Linked DNA regions of Sus scrofa: regions 2, 3 and 4 are each linked to region 1. A link is a contact called in public HiChIP or PLAC-seq data. All regions are on one chromosome and are shown on one strand. The core of a region is the stretch at or near the end of the contact, and the rest is flanking DNA. Distances in the headings are between cores, read along the strand shown. Region 1 holds the start of HOXD8 (homeobox protein Hox-D8). Region 2 overlaps LOC102161209 (a long non-coding RNA gene). Region 3 has its middle 280 kb from the start of MTX2. Region 4 has its middle 220 kb from the start of MTX2.

The links. HiChIP or PLAC-seq counts read pairs in DNA pulled down with a chosen protein or histone mark.
Region 2: an H3K27ac HiChIP or PLAC-seq map of skeletal muscle shows a contact between it and region 1. The contact joins the enhancer-like site here to the promoter of HOXD8 in region 1. A contact is called at or near these places in 3 of 5 promoter capture datasets (fetal liver, fetal skeletal muscle and liver), 12 of 47 Hi-C or Micro-C datasets (adipocytes, adipose tissue, embryonic fibroblasts and 4 more) and 1 of 2 datasets of contacts at active chromatin or transcription factors (skeletal muscle).
Region 3: an H3K27ac HiChIP or PLAC-seq map of skeletal muscle shows a contact between it and region 1. The contact joins the enhancer-like site here to the promoter of HOXD8 in region 1. A contact is called at or near these places in 21 of 47 Hi-C or Micro-C datasets (brain, embryonic fibroblasts, epiblast stem cells and 12 more) and 1 of 2 datasets of contacts at active chromatin or transcription factors (skeletal muscle).
Region 4: a contact with region 1 is called in an H3K27ac HiChIP or PLAC-seq map of skeletal muscle. The contact joins the enhancer-like site here to the promoter of HOXD8 in region 1. A contact is called at or near these places in 7 of 47 Hi-C or Micro-C datasets (embryonic fibroblasts, heart right ventricle, retroperitoneal adipose tissue and 2 more) and 1 of 2 datasets of contacts at active chromatin or transcription factors (skeletal muscle).

The regions. Positions count from the first base shown.
Region 1 is chr15:81,929,390-81,932,671 of Sscrofa11.1, reverse strand. It overlaps HOXD8 (homeobox protein Hox-D8), which reads right to left and starts at 1,749. Exons shown (of 3, transcript XM_021076351.1): 1 at 1,584-1,749; 2 at 460-607; 3 at 1-84. The coding sequence starts at 484.
Region 2 is chr15:82,438,990-82,442,271 of Sscrofa11.1, reverse strand. It overlaps LOC102161209 (a long non-coding RNA gene), which reads left to right. Exons shown (of 3, transcript XR_002339197.1): 1 at 1-20; 2 at 135-1,440; 3 at 2,925-3,282. Among named protein-coding and RNA genes, the nearest start is that of MTX2, 380 kb to the right of the region's middle. Within about 2 kb of position 1,716, at least 6 of the 83 cell types and tissues checked have an H3K27ac peak or open chromatin away from gene starts, as enhancers often do. A contact at or near this core is called in skeletal muscle, where this site is marked.
Region 3 is chr15:82,340,959-82,344,240 of Sscrofa11.1, reverse strand. No RefSeq gene overlaps it. Among named protein-coding and RNA genes, the nearest start is that of MTX2, 280 kb to the right of the region's middle. Within about 2 kb of position 1,825, at least 39 of the 83 cell types and tissues checked have an H3K27ac peak or open chromatin away from gene starts, as enhancers often do. A contact at or near this core is called in fetal liver, fetal skeletal muscle, liver and 4 more, where this site is marked.
Region 4 is chr15:82,279,757-82,283,038 of Sscrofa11.1, reverse strand. No RefSeq gene overlaps it. Among named protein-coding and RNA genes, the nearest start is that of MTX2, 220 kb to the right of the region's middle. Within about 2 kb of position 1,653, at least 29 of the 83 cell types and tissues checked have an H3K27ac peak or open chromatin away from gene starts, as enhancers often do. A contact at or near this core is called in embryonic fibroblasts, retroperitoneal adipose tissue, skeletal muscle and 1 more, where this site is marked.

The DNA.
Region 1 (3,282 bases), core at 500-2,999:
AAGGGTTAAAAAGGAATTCCTTTTCCAGCTCTAGGGTTTGGAAACGACTGTAGGTTTGTCTTCCTCTTCGTCTACCAGGAGCTGCTGATTAAAATAAACAAACAAACAAAAAAAAAAAGAGGAAAATAAATGTTTAAAAAATGTAACGGTGCATCTGCAGGTTGCTGGAGGTTTCTGGAACCGGTCTAAGAAGTGAAATATACACAACTCTCCTTAGGTTAGATATATACAGGATGTGCAGGAATGAGGGGCAGATTGCCACTATTCTGTCCCCATCATCTTTACATGGTTTCTACTTAAAAAAAAAAAAGTCTGTATTACTTTATGAATAAGAGTCACTGTAAGCCACACAAGAAGGAAAAGGAGAGGGAGAGGAAAGGGGAGTTTTAAAGCTAGAACGTGAGATGAAAGCAGATTTCTCCCCCTCTCCCCGCTTAAAAAAAAAAAATGCATCCCAACCTTGTGGTCTCATCCAGGGAAACATTTGAGAAGGAGACGAGCTCTGATTTAAGTGGTCTGGGTCCTCGCCAATATTACCACTGGACGATTTACAGTCAGGATATTGTACCAGCTCGGCCTCTTGCTGGGTCGTAAAAATCGGCTGTCTCTGTAAGTTATCGTATCCGTAAAACTTCGCGGGCTCCCCGTGACAGGCAATCCCGCCGCAGGGGGGAGGCGGCGGCGGCGGCGGCGGCGGCGGCGGCGGGGGGGCGGCCTGGTAGGCTGCGGCTGGGCTGCCCCCGCCGGGGTGGAAGTAGTCTTGGCCGGGGCCCGGACCGCCCCCACCACCGCAACCCGGCCTGGCGGGCGGCGGCGAAGGGTGCGGGTGCGCGTGCGCCTGCGGGGGCGCGTGCGGGAAGCCCGCGGCGCTGTTGCCATAGAGCTGCAAGGCGGCGGCGGCTGCGGCGTGGCGGCCGCCGACCTCGGGCGCGAAGTGACAGTCGTAGTAAGTGGGATTGATGGCCTCGCCTGCCGCGGCCGCCGCCGCGGCCGCCGCCTTGTACTTGGAGTACAGCGGGTTCACGAAGTACGAGCTCATCGGGGCGGCGGCGGCCGGGGGCCGAGGTAGGGCGGCCCCGGGCGGGCGGGCGGCGCCGAGCAGGCAGGGAGCGCGCCTCAGCGCGACTGCACTGCCGCGGGGGCCTCTGGGGCGGCTGCTCGCGCCGCTGGGGCCGCCGGGCTACTTTGGTGCCGCCGCCCGCCCGCCCGCCCGCGCGTCGCCTCTGAGGCCGGGCAGCCGCGGGCACTCGGCTACTGGGCGTTCATGCTCCGCTCTCGCGCCCGTCTCCTCGGCCTCGCGCCGCCTCCCTCGCGGGTCGCGGGGCCTCACCCAGCCCCCGCGTTCCACCGCCCGCCCAGCCTCTCCCGGCGCGCGCCGGCTCGGCCGCAATAAAATCGCCGACGCCCCGGGTGACCTGTCCCTCTGCCTCCACTGTTTCCTCTCAGGCACCAGGCGGCCCTGAGCGCACCGGGACAAGAAAAAAGTGCACCCGACCCACGGGGACACTCTTTGGCTTCGGTTTACAACCCCCGCTCTGGAGGGAAAAGGAAAAAAACACCCTCTGCCCGCCGCCACCTCTCACCTCGCCCCCCCTGTAGCCCCCTCCCACAGCTCTCGCCGCCGCTGCCGAGGCTTCCGCCCCGGTGCGCCCCGGCGAGGCATTTTCGCACCACGCCACTGCGCGGAGAGGGAGCGAGATGGGCGCGAGATAACCGCGCGGAGGGATCCGTGCGGAGGCGACACCGCTGTTCCCGACGGGACGCCTCACGCCGGACGGGAGATGCCTCCGCCGGCCTTAAAGGGGGCCCATAAAGCCGCACTGCCAAGGGCTCGTCTTGCCCCTCGGGGCCGAGGGAATGAGGACCGCAGCCGGCAGGGCGGGGGCGCGGCAGAGCCTTACACTTGGGGGGAGGCAGGGAGGCCACTCCCAGGAGGCTGTGGAGCAAATGACTCCCTTCCTGGGCCCCTAGAGCAGCCCCTCAGAGGTTGGCCCTGGCTTTTACGGCTCTAGACACGAGCATGCAGCCCAAGGAACATGGGCAAGTGGTGTAGATGATCCAAACCGAATATTTGAGTTAGGTCCTGTGCAAGTGGTTTGATTAAAAGCCACAAGGGTGACCCCAATACCTTGCATTATCAAATCGAATCTAAGCCCTTCTTTTCCAGCCGAGAGGGCCTTGTGGAAATGAGATGTACATTTACCCTTGACGCACTGCACGCCTGGCTGAGGCTCCCAGGTTAATTGATATTTAATGGAAATCATGCCCATGAATATAGTTTCCATCATTTCACCCTTGATAGACGTCAGCACCGGGCGCCGGGGGGAGGCTGAAGAATGTGGCGGGCGGGGGGTGAGGGGAGGCATTAGCATTGCTGAGGGAGTAAATGGAAAAACGGACAGAAATGTTCCAAGGCGGGAAGGAGGACTCATGCTGGGGTGGGTGGTATTTCCTCGGGCAGGACGCGTGGCTCCAGGGTCTCAGCCCCTGAGCCGAGCGGACCAGGGCAGGCGGTGGCCCCGGGCGGAGTACAGGGGACTGACGCCCGCAAGTCCCCCCGCAACGAGCCTCGGGCCGGCATTCGGATCGCGCCGGTTCCAAGCAGCTGCAGGCGGCGCCCATCTTCTAAAGATTCTAGTTTATCCAAGAAGTCTGTGAAGTTACTGCTGAGAGCGGGCGCTGGGCTCAGACTAAAAAGTTACTGATTTTTCTAAAAGGAAAGAGAAGGTTCATCCTGGTTTATGAGCGAGGAGGAAGAGAAACGTCCTGTGTCATATGGATAAATCAAGTGTGAATCGGCATGATATCCCTGGTTTTAGAAGCTTGCTCTGAAGTCACTTGCCATTACACCACCATTCGCCTTCTCTCCTCCACATCCTCCCTCCCCTTCCCCTCTGGCGTTAATGTCCTATATAAGTAATAGGTCTCCGTTGAGTGTGTTTTCCCTTGCCCACACTGCCTTTCTCGTAGAGTCTTTGGGTGACCCATTTCCTTGGGATAATTCACTGTTGTGAGGACTCCAGGCCCAACGGCCTGGGAACGGACCTCAGAAACACTCCCTGAGCCCACCGAGGGGCTCCCGCTGTAGCTAAAACACACCACGCCAGCTTTTCACGCCAAATGCAAATGTCTAAAACCTTCACACAGCTCCCAAAGGCACAGCAGGAGAGTGGTTTAACTACCCCTCGCTTCTTGCGGGTTGACCCAGCCTGTGAGTAAGATCTTGGGGTCAGTCCGGATAGACCGAATATCATATTTTGCAAATGGAGGAAATAAGATCGA
Region 2 (3,282 bases), core at 467-2,966, 510 kb before region 1:
GATTTGAGGTCCAGTGAAGGGTAAGTCAAAACCTATCTTACTTTTGGTTCTATTTAGGAGCTAGTCCTAAATGAATACTATTAGCAAAGTTCAATTATTACATTGTTCGATTATTTCAACATTTTTATTTTAAGAGATCCATCAAAGATCTTTTCATGAACAAAAGACAGTAAGGTAAGAAAAATTTAGAAGCCTGATTTGCATGTGCAAATAACTGTGGAATGAGCTCACCTAGACTAGCTTGCCAGTGACCTCAACCTTGATCTGGAAAGATCATTTATTCACAAGTGAAACATTCACATTCGCTATGCTAACCCCGTTTTGGGTCTTTTCTCAAGGTAGATTACTAACGGTGACATTGGAGGGTCTATGAATAACATCTGCATTTACCAACACCAAGGAATTCCATGTTTAACTGAACTATCATTTCTGTTGCATTTTTTATTTTAACCAGGGCGTGCTCTCTTTGTATCGTACGTATCTCAAATTTTGCTCGAGCATCTGCAAAGCAGTGAGCAGAGGAAGATCTGTGTGTATGTTTTATTGAATCCGTCCCTGGCCTGAGCAATCTGGCTTTTCTATCGCTCTTCAAACTGGTTCTGCGATCTGAGAGGGAAGGCTGTCTGCGAAAGAGCCCTCATACAACCAAATGCTGGAACCACCATTTTGCTGTCCGTTTGCACACGATGAAATGGTGGCACGGAAAACAGTTAACACATTGTGCCCATGAGAGTTGTCTTTGAAAGTAGTCTACTTGCTGATCCAAATATCGAGCTGCTTTTTAAAATATTGTTACCAAGGGACTAAAGATTTTCATTTTCTTTAAATACATAAAACCTGTGTGTGTGTGTGTGTGTGTGTGTGTGTGTGTGAAAAGCATCGGCTGCGTACATTCAAGCTAGGGATAGAAAGAACTCGTCAAAAATGCACACTCAGGCTGAGAGGGAAAGCAAACCTAAATAAAAGCCCAGATCCTGAGAATCGCTTCTAACAGCTCACAAAAGCTGTACGGTGAATTTGGCCTTGATGCCTCCTTTCATTTTAACATTCACGGCGTGCAACTGAGAGTGAGGAAATTTAAGAGAGTTGGTATTTTTTTCTTGTTTTAAAAAAAAGTCCCATAAAAATTAAATGCAGGCCCACATTTGACTCTCACCTGGGAACCCCCACACTCTCATTTTTTTATGGGAGGAAAGAAAAAAAAATAAAACAAGGACCCATGGTCCCTTCCTTTTCCACTTCTGCTCTTATTTTTAATCATTAAAAATGCTGCCTTGGCTGCATTTAAGTGTGGAAATTCTCATTTTTCTGCAGTGTTTCAGACTCACACAGACTCCTTGGGGATGCGGTGAGGAGCTAACCAACTGCACATGGGAAATGAGGATTTTCGTGGTTAGAAAAACTGCAGTGTTTGGTAATTTTCCACATGGAGTTGAAGTTGTGAGTGACTTTTCTTTCAAACATAATAACTTGAGCACTTGGTATAGAGCTGTAAGCTCGAATTTATTTGAACGCATGAAAAGGTCTTACAAATTTAACTTGACTTCTTTCTGTAAATGTTTCCAGTATTTTCAAGTGCATAATAAGTAGATTAAAACAGGGTATGCACCCTCTCCACAACTGCCCCCGACAGAATTATAAAAGGCTACTGTCTATAAATAGAAATAGCCCTGGAGGACCCACCAGCAGGTTATGCAGTATGTGACATAGGCCACCTGGGACTGAGCTGAAACCACTAATACTTTCTTCACAGGATCACTGGCTAGAGTGAGACAAGGTGTCCAGGTGAAAAAAAGGGGAGGTTGACCTAGCTACTTAAATTCGCATGTGTTCACTTTATTTTTTGCATTAAAATTAAGCACGAATATTCAGCTTTATCATTTAAACATATCGATATTCAAATAGAGTGCATTACTTTTCATATTTGTAATGATTCATAGGGCATTATGTTATTACTATTTGCAGTTGATTTTCAACAAATACTAAAACTCTTGTGAAAAAATGAAGTTTAAATGTAAGGCTGGGGAGTTCCCATGGTGGCTCAGCAGAAGCAAATCTGATTAGTATCCATGAGGTTGTGGGTTCGATTCCTGGCCTCGTTCAGTGGGTTATGGATCCAGTGTTGCTGTGAGCTGTGGTGTAGGCCGCAGACGCGGCTTGGATCCCACGTGGCTGTGGCTGTGGCTGTGGTGTAGGCGGGGCAGCTACAGCTCCGATTTGACCCCTAGCCTGGGAACTTCCATATGCTGTGGGTACGGCCCTAAAGAACAAAAAATAAAAACTAAAAAAATAAATGTAAGGCTAAGGAGAGGTTATTGGTTAAATGTTTCCCTGCTGTCCTTTATGAGATAAAATCAACTGATTTGTTTTGAAATGTAGCTCTTAAATTAAAATCTGCCTCCAACCAAGATGAATAGGTCTGGAGCTCAGGGAGCCAGTTTGCTTGTGTTCTTGACCTTGCACGGCAGTCACCAGGAAGACTGTGTTCCCTTTTATAACAGCTGCTTTACAGTTTTGAAGACGTTGCTAGACTTTTCCGTGCACAATTTTAGTTGCCCCCATGTATCTTAAATCAAGCCAACCCAATAAATGTAGGGTTGTGGTTGTGAAATAAATGTCATGTCAGTAACCCTCCACCAGATATCAGAAGAAAGAGTATGTGATTGTTTAGTCCAAAAATTAAGTTTCATGTTTTTAATTGGTGTCATATCCTGTCCCAAGTCTATAGCGCTTAAATCAAAGGCGACCATGTTAACCTGGAAAGGAAATGTAATAACAACTCCTTTCATCCCCTGGCTCAAATGTTTTTATGCTCAACCCTAATTTTTGTTAAAACACTTTCAGGCAAAGACAACAGGAAACAGTAAACATGGCAACACCATGAAAATAATTTTCTGATGCACTATTTCTCTCTGTGTTCAAAGAGTGAGTTGTCTGGGCTGCAGAGGAAACTGCTGTATCGTTAAACCCAAGGCCGACGACAAAAACAGCCGCCCTACCAGCAAAATAGATACCCCTCCTCATTTCATAAATCTTGTTTCCAACGAGAATAAAGCCAGGAACGGACTCTTGCTCACAGCAATGGCCTGAAACGTCCTGTATCAGGGTAGTCCGCTCAAAGGGACCCAGGGCACCCCGCAACAATCTCAGGGCCGGGGAGGTGATTGTAACCGACAGCCAGGATCTGGCCCGCTGCCCTAATTCCCAGCAAGACCCTCCGCATCACAGCAGAGAATGGTAGACAAATAAAAACCTACACCACCAGCCATCAGCAAGAACCAC
Region 3 (3,282 bases), core at 576-3,075, 410 kb before region 1:
ATATGTGATAAAATTACATAAAACTACACACACACAAAGAACTGAGTTCAGGTAAAACAGATGGACTCTAAATAAATTCTGCGGAGTATACCAATGTCAATTTCCTGGTTTTCACATTGTGTTATAGTTATGCAAGATGTTACCATTGGGAGAAACTGGATGAAGGTACAGAGTATTTTTTGCAACTTTTTATGAATTTATAATTATTTAAAAGTAAAAATTTTTAGAAATAAATGTTGGCAAGGACATGCAGAAAAGGGAATCCTTCTTCTCTGTTGGTGGGATACAAACTGGTGCAGCCACTATGGAAAACAGTGTGGAGGAAAAGTAAAAATAAGACTGCTATATGATCCAGCAATTCCACTCTTAGGTATATAGCTGAAAAAACAAGAACAAAAACAGTAACTCAAAAAGATACTTGCACTCCAATGTTCATAGTGACAATATTTACATTTGCCAAGACATGGAAACAACATAAGTGTCCATCAACAGATGAATGGATAAAGAAGACGTAGTGTATACAAACATACACCTACCTATACACACACAATGGAATACTACTCAGTCATAAAAAATGAACTTTTGCTATCTGCAGCAACATTATGCTAAGTGAAATAAGTCCGACAGAGAAAGATAAGTACTGTATAATCATTTACATGTAGAATCTAAAAAATACAACAAATTAGTGGATAAAACCAAGAAGTACACTTACAGGTAAAAAGAATAAACTAGTGGTTGAGGGGGGAGGGGTAATATAGGGTTGGGGAAGTGGAATGTACAAACCCCTGGGTGTAAGACAGGCTCAAGGACATATCGTAGAACACGGGGAATATAGCCAATATCTTGTAAAAACCATAAAGTAACCTTTCAAAATTGTATTAGAAATAAATAAAAGTTTTTTGTTTTTTGTCTTTTTAAGGCTGCACCGGCTGCATATGGAGTTTCCCAGGCTAGGGGTCCAATCGGAGCTGTAGCCACCAGCCTACACCACAGGCACAGCAACGTGGGATCCAAGCCGTGTCTGTGACCTACACCACAGCTCAGGGCAACACCAGACTGAGCCTTAACCCACTGAGCGAGGCCAGGGATCGAACCCATGTCCTCATGGATGCTAGTTGGGTTCATTAACCGCCGAGCCATGACAGGAACTCCAGTAAAATTTTTTTAAAAGGATTCATTTAAAAAGTTTTTGTAACCTCTGAAAGCTTTCATTAAAAATGTAGATGTTTTTATGTTTCCTCATTTATTGAAAAAATTCTTAACAGAAAGATTCTCACCTCTTCCTGGAGATTACTGTCATTAAAATGGAAACTATTTTTGCCCGTAAATGTGGTTCCAAGAGTTTGAGACAGATTTATGCAAATGGCTGATTTGTAATATCACTCATTTTAAAATATTTTACCTTTATATATACATTATAGGTGTTCAGTTTAAAATATTGCTGAGCAGCTGCCAACTTTTAAAGTTATAATAAAATCAAAGTGGCCATTACTAAGAGACCATGCAAAAGCCTACAAACCTGGAAGGCAGCTATGCTCACCATTCTACCACCAATGCAAAAGCCTACAAACCTGCACTAAGAAAATAGATAAAAAGCTCCAGTATGTTCTTAAGGAAAAATTATGCACTTGCCCCGTACCCCCAAATAATATGTTTTAGCTATTCATTATGAGGAATATCTCTTCCTGTGCATCCACAGAAAGATCTAAATTGCTCCTAAAGGAAATTTTATTTTCTGTAAAAAGCGGCTTAACTCGGAATGAAGGGGCTAATTTTTATTTGACCACTAGGTGTCGCTGTTGGTGGTGGCGTGGGCGGTAAGGCGGGGGAGGGGCCGTTGAAAGCCGTCTCAGAGGATTTGGTGGGGGACGGGTTGTGAGTCCCCTCCCCCCAACATAAAATTCTCACATTACTGCCCTTCTCGCTTTCTGTATTCAGAGGGACGACCGTCGAAAGGAAATAGGGAAGCACGAAGATACAGCTCTTGGAGAGTTTCCATACTCAGGGGCCGTCACACCACCAAAGGGGAAAGGGGATTCATATCCAACAAAAATGAACTACTAAAGACCAGTCCGTTTTAATAATTCCCTAACCACACAGCAGGAAAACAGAAAAATGTCAATTACTTCATGTTCCAGGAGGGAAGCATTCCTCACCGCTGTCTGCCCGGTGCTAAAGAAATGAGATGAATAATTTATATCACAAAGCGAAGTGAGGGTCCGCGTGCGTGAAGGGGATTTGAGGAAGGAGCTATCGCGGCCCGTCAGAAACACCGTCCGTGAGACTGCAAACAAAGCCAGTCGGAAAAGCCTTAGGAAGTTGAATGGATTTATTTTCCAGCAACTGTCAGCGAAGTCCGATTTAATTCTGGACTTGACCATAAGAAATGGGAACTTTTTCAAAGCCCGTGCGTGGAAAAGCAAACAATGAAAAAGAGATTTTCCTGGTGTTGTGCTTGGCCCAGACTCCAACGATAGCGGGATGGGTGGTGCCTGACTGGTCTCGGGAGGGGGATCGTCCTCCTCTTCAGAGTCCCCCCCCCCCCCCCCCCATCCCCTGGGCCTGCAGCCAGGCCGCAGGGTCAGAGGCCGGATCCCTGACTGGCGGCTGGCTGGGCTCATTGGCAGAGCTGCAAAGGAAACTGCTGTGTGCCAGTGCTATTTCAAGCAAGCGTCTCTAGCTGGAGCTGTTATTCTTTCACTTTCCGAAGAGGAAAAAATAAAGTTTGAGAAAACCAAGGAGTTGGAGGGGAGAGCCTGGCTGAGGAGTAAAAACCCCTAATGAGCGTCCAGAGGAGAATTTTTTAAAACAGAGGGAGAAGTTGAACCTCATGGCCCCCAACTTTTCATACTTGAAAATATTTCCTTATTCATTTGTTATAAACTAATGCATGAAATGATCATTTCTGTCTTCTGCTTTAGACATTTCTCAGAGCAGGGTTATTGGTTTAGCGTGAACTACATTCACTGGAAGCAAGTTGGTGCAATAATAATTTAATTAATTTTAAAAATGAGCAAAGTAAGAGGAAGGAACTAACATTGAGTGCTAACCATGTGCTAGCTATTACTCTCAGTGCTGTCTCAGTATTGACTCATTTAATCATCAAACCACCCTGTGAAGCAGATACTATTTTATTCCCATGATAGATGAGGAAACTGAGGCAGACGGAGGTCAAGTAGTTTGCCCAAGGTCACAGAGCCTGTAAGTGGCTCCTCGGTCACTCAGCAAGGCAACCACAACATCAGGACCAATACTTGGAGGTCTGACCCGGATCACCCCGTC
Region 4 (3,282 bases), core at 404-2,903, 350 kb before region 1:
AATAAAGGGATGAGGGGGGCAGTTTTTCCCTTAACACTAGAGAAGCAGCATTTAACCTATGTGCTAAATACTATGGGGAGAGACCTTATCTTTCATCCTGGTATTTTGATGCTTCATTTGACAAGATTCTTTCACTGTCTCTTGTCCATGCTGTATTGAGAATAGCAATACTTTAATATTTGCTTCAATATACCGAATTTTTATAAGTCTTCCAGGAATGCCTTTTTCTTGGAAAACCCGTCCTTGAAAAGCAGAAGTCCAATTGAATAAGCTTCCTAAAGTTAATATCAGGGAAATTATTGGTGCAAACTCAGCCATATTTGTTTAAAATGACAAAAGAAAAATGATTATAATATATCAAGTATGTCATTTGAATCTAGCCTCATTGCCAGAGCCCTTTACAGCATCCCTGTGAAGTAAATGGCCGTCATTCTCCCCATTTCCCAGAAAGAGAAGTGGTCAAGTTAAATACTACATCCACGGTCAGACAGTGAGTCGACAGCATAACAAAGAACTTTCCAGAGCTTTCCAGAACTGGCCCTGGGACAAGGCACTTGGTGCACAAGGGCCGAAAACTAAAACTCCTTTTCTTTTCCCCAAGGCAGACCGTGAAACTGTAAAGATGAGCTGGCATTTTGTTTTATTTTGTGTAATAAACGGTTCTTTTCACAGCAGTTGGCCCTGGGGGAGTTTCAAATAGCACTGCTTGGCTGCAGCTGTGGGTGTGGCCACACTCCATCCAAAGGCAACTTGGAGACCACAGCTGTGTCAGGCAGAAAGGATCTTAAACTTTACATCTGGGCTGCACACTTTCAAGTTCACTCCCCCAAACAAGTTGAGTCATTTCACAAGCCAGAACCCCTCAGATGGAGGTTCTGTTCTTCCTCTGCCTTTGGTTACTTAGGAGGCACCTCAGATATCCCTGGAGACTGACACCCACATTTGGCTCCGGCTGATTCTGAATGGTCCCTGAGCCACTTCTCTCCTAGTCAGGAGAAGACCCAACTTTTGAACTGATAAAAATGGTCAGCATTTTCACAGGGGTTATTGGATGGTAGGGGTTTTTCGTTGTCTTTGTTTTTTCGTTTATATCTCATGGGTCCTTTCTGTGTGTGCCTATCACAGGCCGCTCTAACATCTGGAACGCGTCCCCATATCCAGTGGATTCATATACATTTCCAGGAAATTTTTCTTCAAGCGTTTTGCTTTAAGTCTCTGCTTCCAGCTGGAGCAAATAATTGACAAAGTCAGCCTCCATCCTTAGTGCCCAAACCTAAGGACGGAAGTGTGAACTCTGAACCCCTTCTCACCCTGTAAGTGGAAGGAACAATCACACTTCTTTGTTTCAGGGAAGAAGAGATCTGGGCTTGTGAATGGCTTCTTTTCTGACTGGATTACAGGAACGTCAAAATGGGCACCATCTGAGAGCGCGCGCCCGAGAAAGCTCAGCCCCAGCCACGTGACCCCGGCTTCTGCCTCACGACCCCCGCGTCCTAGCACCGCTGCAGGGAGGTCCTGGGAGGCCAGGAGCTCCTGGGGCTGCTGTCTGGAGACCCGCCGCCAGGGGGCGCTCCGCGCGCCGGGAGAGCGGCCTTTGTGTGGGTGCTTCTGGGCCCGGTCTGGGCGGAGGTTGCGTGGGCCGCTGTCGGCACTCGCGCGATGAGTCAGCTATCCCTTTGCTTTGCAGTGGGAAGAGCCGGCATCCCGGCGATCGGAATCGCAATCGGTCTTTTCGGCGGATGTTCACGCTGCATGGGCCCGCAGGCCTTGCTCTTTCCGCATCTTCAGGCTTCGACGACTGAACAGCCGGCGCAGAACCCACAACGCGCTCGCGTCCCGCCAGGCACCCGGCGCCGAGGCCACGAGGCAGACCCCCTGGGCTCAGAGAGATGCGGCCGGGAACAGCTCGAACAAAACCTGCGCGGAGTGCCAGCGGGAGGGCCACTTAAAGGCGGGGAGGCGTGTGCCTGGGAGAGAGAACAGAGCTGGAGGGCAAGGGCGGGGCGGGGTGCGGGGAACGGGGCGTGGGAGGGGGGCGGGCAGAAACAGAGACCGAGAGCCACCCAACAAGTTCCCGGTGCAAAGCCACATGCTGTCTCCGAGGAGAGGCAGGCACGTGTCCTTCGGGGGAACCCTGCCTTTGGGTGCTTGTGGGGAGACAGAAGAGTGAGCAAGTCTTTCAGTAGAAGACAATGGGTTTAGAGGTGTGACAAACAGAATGAGACGCACCAGCCTTCTCAGGGACCCTCTTCCTCAACACCCCCTCAGAGTCACATCGGCTTCTCTGTGGAGTGTCAGGCTAGCCTGGAAGAGGTTCTGTGATGTAAGGGTCAGGGAAGAGCGATAAAAACAAGTTCTTTTCCACTAGAGACTCAGAACCACTTCCTGGGACCATAGTGCTTTCTACCCTTGTCACTCTTGCTTCTGCTCCGTGTCAGCCATCTAACTGCCTGGTATTCCTATAGACTTGGGACCCATTTGCTGATACCACCAAGGGGGAAAGGCCGAATGTGACACCTCCCCACCCCCCCACCCCGAATAAAGATCGCTGGAAACATCTTTAGCCCGACTTCCTCGGTCTGAAAGAGGAGGAGCAATAGAAGTGTGGCCACTCAGGTTTAAACACTGGCTTTGAATTTTCAACGCCACTTGTGGTGCAATAGGATGCGTAGCAGGGGCTCGGTGAGTCATGTCATTCCATTTTGGGAGATGAGCCCTTCAACTCCTAAAATAAATCGTTTTTAAAATAGAGCATGGCTGAGGCACGTGGTCTTTTCCTGGTCTTCTTTTCATCAGTAAAATCCAGACGTTGGACCAAGTTACCTTTCAGCTTCAAAATTAGAAGAAACGATTTGTCTGTTCAGGGATTTGCAGAGGAACGCTCCTTATTAACGTGTATAATGCAGTGGTGGGATGAGGAACATGGAAAAGAAGTTTTCCAAAGTAGGGAATGAAGTCGCACAGCATTTTCTCCAACGGAATCTCCATTTCCAAATTTTGCTTTTTTTTTTTTTTTTTTTTTTTTTTTTGGTGTGTGTGTCTTTTTGTCTTTTTGCCTTTTCTAGAGCCACTCCCGTGGCATATGGAGGTTCCCAGGCTAGGGGTCCAATCGAAGCTGTAGCTTGCCAGACCCACAGCAACGCGGAATGCGAGCAGCGTCTGCAACTTACACCACAGCTCATGGCAATGCCGGATCTTTAACCCACTGAGCGAAGCCAGGGATCCAACCGGCAACCTCATGGTTCCTAGTTGGATTCGTTAACCACTGAGCCACGATGGGAA